Linked DNA regions of Oncorhynchus mykiss: region 2 is linked to region 1. The links are chromatin contacts, called in public Hi-C maps. All regions are on one chromosome and are shown on one strand. Each heading gives the region's core, a stretch centred on a gene start, on an enhancer-like site or on the middle of the called end of the contact. The rest is flanking DNA. Distances are from core to core; before and after follow the strand shown.

The links. Hi-C and Micro-C count contacts between places; a contact is called where the count stands out from the background.
Region 2: a contact with region 1 is called in a Hi-C map of liver, with 5 times the contacts expected there. The contact joins the promoter of LOC110529713 here to the promoter of LOC110529712 in region 1. A contact is called at or near these places in 2 of 3 Hi-C or Micro-C datasets (blood and liver).

Annotation. Positions count from the first base shown.
Region 1 is chr8:26,464,393-26,468,061 of USDA_OmykA_1.1, forward strand. LOC110529712 (disheveled-associated activator of morphogenesis 1) reads left to right here and starts at 1,788. Exons shown (of 26, transcript XM_021612170.2): 1 at 1,788-1,959.
Region 2 is chr8:26,595,129-26,598,797 of USDA_OmykA_1.1, forward strand. LOC110529713 (trans-L-3-hydroxyproline dehydratase) reads right to left here and starts at 1,610. Exons shown (of 6, transcript XM_036985193.1): 1 at 1,483-1,610. The coding sequence starts at 1,515.

The DNA of each region.
Region 1 (3,669 bases), core at 538-3,037:
AGCATTGCACCAAAAACCATCACTAACATCTACAGATGCACCATTGAGAGTATCCTGTTGGGCTGTATCACTGCATGGTACGGCAACAGTACCGAACGCATCCGCAGGACTCTCCAGTGTGGTGTGGTCTGCTCAACACATCACCGGGGGCACACTGCCTGCATCCAGGACATCTACACAACCTGGTATCACAGGAAGGCCAAGAAAATCATCAAGGACCTCAGCCACCCGAGCCACGGCCTGTTCACCCCGCTACAATCCAGAACACAAGGTCAGTACAGGTGGATCAAAGCTGGGACTGAGAGACTGAAAAACAGCTTCTATCTCAACTCCATCAGAATGTTAAATAGTCAACACTAGCCGGTACACTGCCCTGAAATTTAGTCACTGTCACTACCCGGCTACTCTACCATGCACCTTAGAGGCTGCTGCCCTATGTACATAGTAATGGAACACTGGGCACTTTAATAATGGAATACTAGTCACTTTAATAATGTTTACATACAGCTATACCCATTTCATATGTATATACTGTATATTCTAGTCAAGGCCTATCCTGTTTAACTATTGATGTACATATGCTATTCTACCCTACGTATTCTTCAGATATATAGGCAATATGGATAGAATATGTAGCATATCCCAAGACACACACTGGAAGCCGACATTGCTCATCCTCATATTTCTTATTTCAGAATTCCATTAATAGCACTTTTTTAGATTTGTGTATATTATTGTGTATTGCTAGATATAACTGCACTGTTGGAAGTAGGAACACAAGCATTTTCCTACATCCGCAATAACATCTGTGAAATATATGTATGCGACCAATAACATTTGATTTGAAAGACACTATTTGTGGAATAACCTAAAAGCTGTATGGCTAAGAGGCCATGTTGAATTTAAAAACATTTTTTTAGAATAAAGTTTATTGGATAATTATTTTATTTCACAACCCAGCTCCCTTAGTAGAGGTTCTTGTAGACAGATTGCATGATCAATATACAGTTTTTTGCTATGCATTATACATTTCTTGAAAATTGCAGGTTGTGAAAATATGAAATCAGTTGATTAGCTTGGCAATAAATTGACTTGAGATAGTAACCAAGTTCTACAACTACTTTGGTGTTGTTACTGACTTATAAACAAGAACATACTGTCACAATATTGAGAGCAGATAGCCTAACATAAAAACATGTTGCTTTATTGATTATTATAATAGGCATTTTAGCCTAGGAATTTTGATAAACCTGGGAAAATGTATCAAAAGCCACAACAGAAAGATATAGCAGTGAGATGATTCGATTAACCTGTCTCGGGCGCCCGGTTACGCGTGTTGTTGCATTCGTTTCATAACAGGGCTGTCCCGCTCAAAGCCCACGGCTAAATCGGCTCAAAATATGCTGCCTTGTTGACAACATTGCCGAGTGGCGCAGATTACTGATCGATTTGAGAATGGTGCTCCTCACCGTTTTTGCCCGTTCACGTCACGGGCCATAGACCGGCGCCCTGCTGCTCAGCATAATCGAATCCGCCCAGTGAAGCTCTTCAAGGGTAAATAATATCATGTGTTTGTAATACTCACGAGAGAAAGCTAGATGGTAGCATTGGCCAACTACAGTTCCCAGAAAACGCTTATCGCTATAAGCATGCACATTGGCTTTTTGATAATCGCAAAGGGGATGATGTCACTGGGACAATCTCTATTGAATTCTCCTCGCGTCCTCTCTCCTCTCTTATCTCCTCGCCTCCTTATTAAACCCGATTGGAGGATAAGGTCAGAAGGGCGGGACCTCTTTTTTAAAAATCCAATGGCTTTTGAGTAGGAGGCGAGGAGAATGCCTATGCAATTGAGATTATCCCAAAAATACTGAGTCTACCGGTAGCTTAATATTAAACAGTACATTGTTTGCTGGGAGTACTTGTGGATATCATCAGAAAAATGTGCACCCACACGAGGTAAGAATGCTTTTGGTGCAGACTTTTGAACGAGTTTCTTGAATACGCTCATCATCCGTGCAGAACCTTCGATAGGCCCCTTAGAAATTCTATTGTGCTGTTTGTCTTGCAGAAAGATGCAGTGACACCGGCTAGAGTGATCAGAGACAACTGCATTTAGGACGCATTTCCTTCTGTTGATGTGTAACGTGGTTACATCCTGCGTATTTGTTGTTGCTGTGTTAACTTTTTCTATACTCTTATTTCCACAACTTGTATACCTAGTGTTGAAGTTCGACGCTCAGGAGAGCCTCTGTGATCAATTGTTTATTATCAACAGTTTCGATGTCGTTCGAGTTGGCAAAGCCTGTCAGTAATTTGCAGGTGCTGTTTGCATCTCATGTAAGATAAACACCCACGTAGATAAACGCCTACTCAATTGGTTTAGTAGCTGTAACGGGCTAATTTGATGCTCCATTAGCCGTTACAGGTTAGGTACTGTTTGGCGTAGCAGAGGAGACTGGTACATACCGGTAGTTAGTCCGGCTAGCTATTGGTTAACTATCTGCATTGACCCTTTTTAGTGTTAACTCTGACACGCTGACCAGACCGGACACGTCGCGTGCGCGAGCGTCGCTAAATAAGTGTAGAAATCCATGTTATTCAATTATTGCGCCAACGAGCGTCTGCGATGCCAAGGGCTAAAATATAAGTAATTCCTATTTCTGACGCAGATCGAGCTGAAAGTCCTGCCTCTCCCATCTCCTCATTGGTTTATAGAAGCAGGTACCCATTGAAAGACAAACTTTTTTGCTGGTAGTCGTGGTAATACTATGAAAGCTTAGATTGATCACCATATAAGTTCAACATGAAAAAGCTTGGAAGGAGGAGTGATGACTAGAAACGATTCGGTTGGCCGTTTTATGTGTGGATTAATTTGTCAGAGTAGAGTTCAGGGAAAACAACCTTGTGCAGTTCAGGTAAAATAACAAGTCAATGTTTATATCACAGGACAAATTAGCTAGCAACAGCAAGCTAGCTAAATAGGACAAATTAGCTAGCAAGTGCAAGCTAACTAGCTAAATTGCCATACATGTTTAATGCTTTTTGACCTGTCCCCAAATTAATGTCATTGGTTCAGAGTTTGTTTTGATATTTTACCCTGCGTGTCGTGGTCGCATTTGGTGTAGGGAGACAAAATACATTTATGCACGATGGCGCACGCGTGCAGCCGGTTTGGGTTCCGTGTGACTCTTCACATGCGCTGCTTAGTATCTATCCTGTTGTCTAGTCACGTGCTTTCGGAAAGTATTCAGACCCCTTGACCTTTTCCACATTTTGTTACTTTACAGCCTTGTTCTAAAATTGATTTCAAATAATAATAATCCTCAGCAATCTACACACAATACTCCATAATGACAAAGCAGAAAAAAAACAAATTCCTTACTTACCCAGCCATGAGATCAAAGGGATTGTCCGTAGAGCTCTGAGACAGGATTGTGTCGAGGCACAGATCTGGGGAAGGGTACCAAAACATGTCTGCAGCATTGAAGGTCCCCAAGAACAGTGGCCTCCATTATTCTTAAATTGAAGAAGTTCGGAACCACCAAGACTCTACCTAGAGCTGGCCGCCTGGCCAAACTGAGCAATCGGGGGAGAAGGGCCTTGGTCAGGGAGAACCCAATGGTCACTCTGACAGAGCTCCAGAGTTCCTCTGTGGAGATGGTTGTC
Region 2 (3,669 bases), core at 360-2,859, 130 kb after region 1:
AGTGGGAGGACAAAGGAGGCAGGTACTCTGGCACAGGTAGACCCCATCTGTGCACGTGCCTGCCCCCTCCTGAACTTCAGTCTCCCCCCACCCATGAGACTGATTTGACCCTCCCTCCTCTTATTACTGCAATTCCATGGTAACGGAATTACACACTCAGATTTTTCACTTTAAAATGTATACCAAACAAAAACCATTGATTTAAAAGTTTAAACAATAGAGTTCTGTGCACAAGGACTACTTCCAATTTTCCACAGAATATTTTACAAAAACACTTTCAAAGGAAGAACTGTGCAGATACGAAGTTTGGTAACAGAACAAAACTAAAGGAGACTTTGCCGTTAGATGTCTCAAATTGAGGGAGCGTGCAATTTGCATGCTGACTGCAAGAATGTCCACCAGAGCTGTTGCTAGAAAATGTAATGTTCATTGCGCTACCATAAGCCACCTACGTCATTTTGGAGAATTTGGCAGTACGTCCAACCGCAGACCACGTGTATGGCGTTGTTAGCAAACAGTTTGATGATGTCAACGTTGTAAAAAGAGTGCCCCATCGTGGCGGTGGGGTTATGGTATGGGCAGGCATAAACTACGTACAATTAACACAATTGCATTTTATCTATGGCAATTTGAATGTACTGAGATACCATGACCAGATCCTGAGGCACAATGTCGTGCCATTCATCCACCGCCATCACCTCATGTTTCAGCATGATTAATACATTGCCCCATGTCGCAAGGATCTGTACACCAGTCCTGGAAGCTGAAAATGTCCCAGTTCTTCCATGGCCTGCATACTCAGACGTGCCACCCATTGAGCATGTTTGGGATTGTCTGGATCGCCGTGTACGACTGCGCATTCCAGTTCCCCGCAATATCCATCAACTTCACACAGACATTGAAGAGGAGTGGGGCAACATTGAGCATGTTTGGGATTGTCTGAATCGCCGTGTACGACTGCGCATTCCAGTTCCCCGCAATATCCATCAACTTCACACAGCCATTGAAGAGGAGTGGGGCAACATTCCACAGGCCACAATTAACAGCCTGATCAACTAACTATATGCTAAAGATATGTGTGGCCCTGCATGAAGCAAATTGTGGTCACGCCACAGACTGACTGGTTTTCTGATCCACGCCCTTACCTTTTTTTAAGGTATCTGTGACCAACAGATACAAATCTGTATTCTCAGTCATGTTAAATCCATAGATTAGGGCCTAACAAATGTATTTATGTTGACTCATTTTCTTATGTGAACTGTAACTCAGTAAAATCTTTGAAATTGTTGCATGTTGCCTTTATATTTTTGTTCAGTTCAGAATGAAGTGTATTGAATTGAGTAAAAAATATATAATAACACCTACAGATAGACCGTATGAAACACCATTCAAACCCGTTTTTCAAGGTAGCCTATGAAGTTAAAAGTAGTTCGAACTATGCTATTAGAGTGCTGTAGGGCATGCGTAGAGTTGTTTACCTACTTTCTTAGATCCAATCCTGCTATTTACGTTCATGGAACGCTGCTTAAATTTCCGTTCCTTTCTTTCCGGTATTCAAATGCAAACTTCAAAATAAAAGTCAAAAATAATTATTTTTTTAATCAATGGCTTCTAATATTATTGCAAGCAAATATGATTAATGAAAACAAGAATTTGGGATTTCAATTATTTTATACCAGTAAGAACTCATTCAATATTGAGACTGGTATTTATTGGCCTGTAGCAGTGTTGCCACGTGATATTTCCAGCAGGCAGCGCTGTTAACACTTTCCAAAGACCTTGATTCTATTTGAGTCAGTTTTACATTGCAAACTCTACTACGCCCAAACTTAAAAGGAAATGATTGGGTACTGGTGTGGATAGACGAAATCAACATGCATTTGCATGGCTGGTTTGGGGCCGGTGATAGGTTTTGTTTACACGAAACAGTATCCCTTTCTGAAGGTCATGGACGCATTCGAGCGGATCAATTTTGTCAAGTCCTTTACCATCGTTGGTCACCGTCTTTCAAAGTGTGTTGCATTCTGGGGCACTTTTTTAAAAACGTACGCCTACATGTTGACTGCATGAACGTTACACAAATCATGTGATCAAAGGTCATGACTGCAGCGGTGAATCCCAAAGTGTTGTGAAGAAACTCCAAGGATGATTTAACAGAGAGTGGCGATGGGCTTTAATAAACACATTAACTTCTGGACACACTCCCGACTTGATCGATGCAATTCATGTTCCACTTTTAAATAATAAAACGAGAATGAAATTGTTTTACAAGATATTAACCTCCGTAACTGTTAAACATTTAATTTGGGAAGTATATCTGTTAAATGTGTCAAGTCAATAAATCAGACATATAAGCATGTGACACATAATTAGGCACTCCTCTCCATTATTTTGGATTAAATTGTGCAAACTCCAAACATATGCAGTGTTTGTTGTGATAACACTTCTCTCTGAAACCTGCAGCCCTGCTGTCTAGATCATTTTTACTCCCTCAGCTTTGGGACACCTGAGCAGATGGCAAAGGCACATGTGAAGGCTCAAATGGAAGGCTGAGGGGAAGGGGTGATTTGTGATTCAGCCCAAGTTCCGTAGTTGCTTTTCAACAACTTCATCCTGCATCCATCACCTGCATTGTGGGAGGCTCTATTGTCAACTAAACCAGTTTTTTGTTTGTTTGACCAATGCGAACATGACCAAAGACAAGACTGAAATGCAGTGGCGTAAAAAGTACCCAATTGTCATACTTGAGTAAAAGTAAAGATATCTTAAGTATAAAAAGTACATGTAATTGCTAAAATATACTTAAGTATCAAAAGTAAAAGTACACAGCATTTCAAATTCCTTATATTAAACAAACCAGGCTGCAACATTTTCTTGTGTTTTTTTTAATGAAAGATAGCCAGGGGCACACTCCAACACTCAGATATCATTTACAAAGCATTCAAAATGTAAGGAGTACTTCTGGGTGTCAGGGAAAACATTTAGCGTAAAAAGTACATTGTTTTCTTTAGTAAAAGTAGTGAGGTTAAAGCTGTCAAAAATATAAATAGTAATGTACAGATACCCCCAAAAACGATTTAATTAGTATTAATGTATTTTTACTAGAGTACTTTACACCAATGCTGAAATTGAAACAATTTGCTGCGATTCATGTGTCACGATTCATACATCCAATAACAAGCACCAAGTCCTGTTGACAGAGCGATTTTTGAGGATTTTACATGTTGTGGTGTTCGTCTGCAAAGTTGTTTCCGCGTTCGCAAAAAGCTAAATTAACATCACACGAACTGAATTAAATGTAAACGGTTAAATGTAAAAGGCATTGAAAATAGAACGCTTGCGGTACGCTCAGTTGTCATTTCACAATGGTAAGCTTGTTTTTGTGAGAAATATTTTAAAAAAACATCAAATTTTGAAAAACGGATATTAAAAGCTGAAAATACTACATGTTATGTCTAAAAATCTATATCTATCTTTACTCTATAATGTTTTTTTGATGCAGCACTCCATCACTCTCCTTCTTGGTAAAATAGACCTTACACTTTCTGGAGGTGTGTTGAGTCATTTTCCTGTTGAAAAACAAATGATAGTCCCACTAAGCCCAAAACAGATTGATTGCGTATCACTGCAGAATGCTGTGGTAGCCATGCTGGTTAAGTGTGCCTTGAA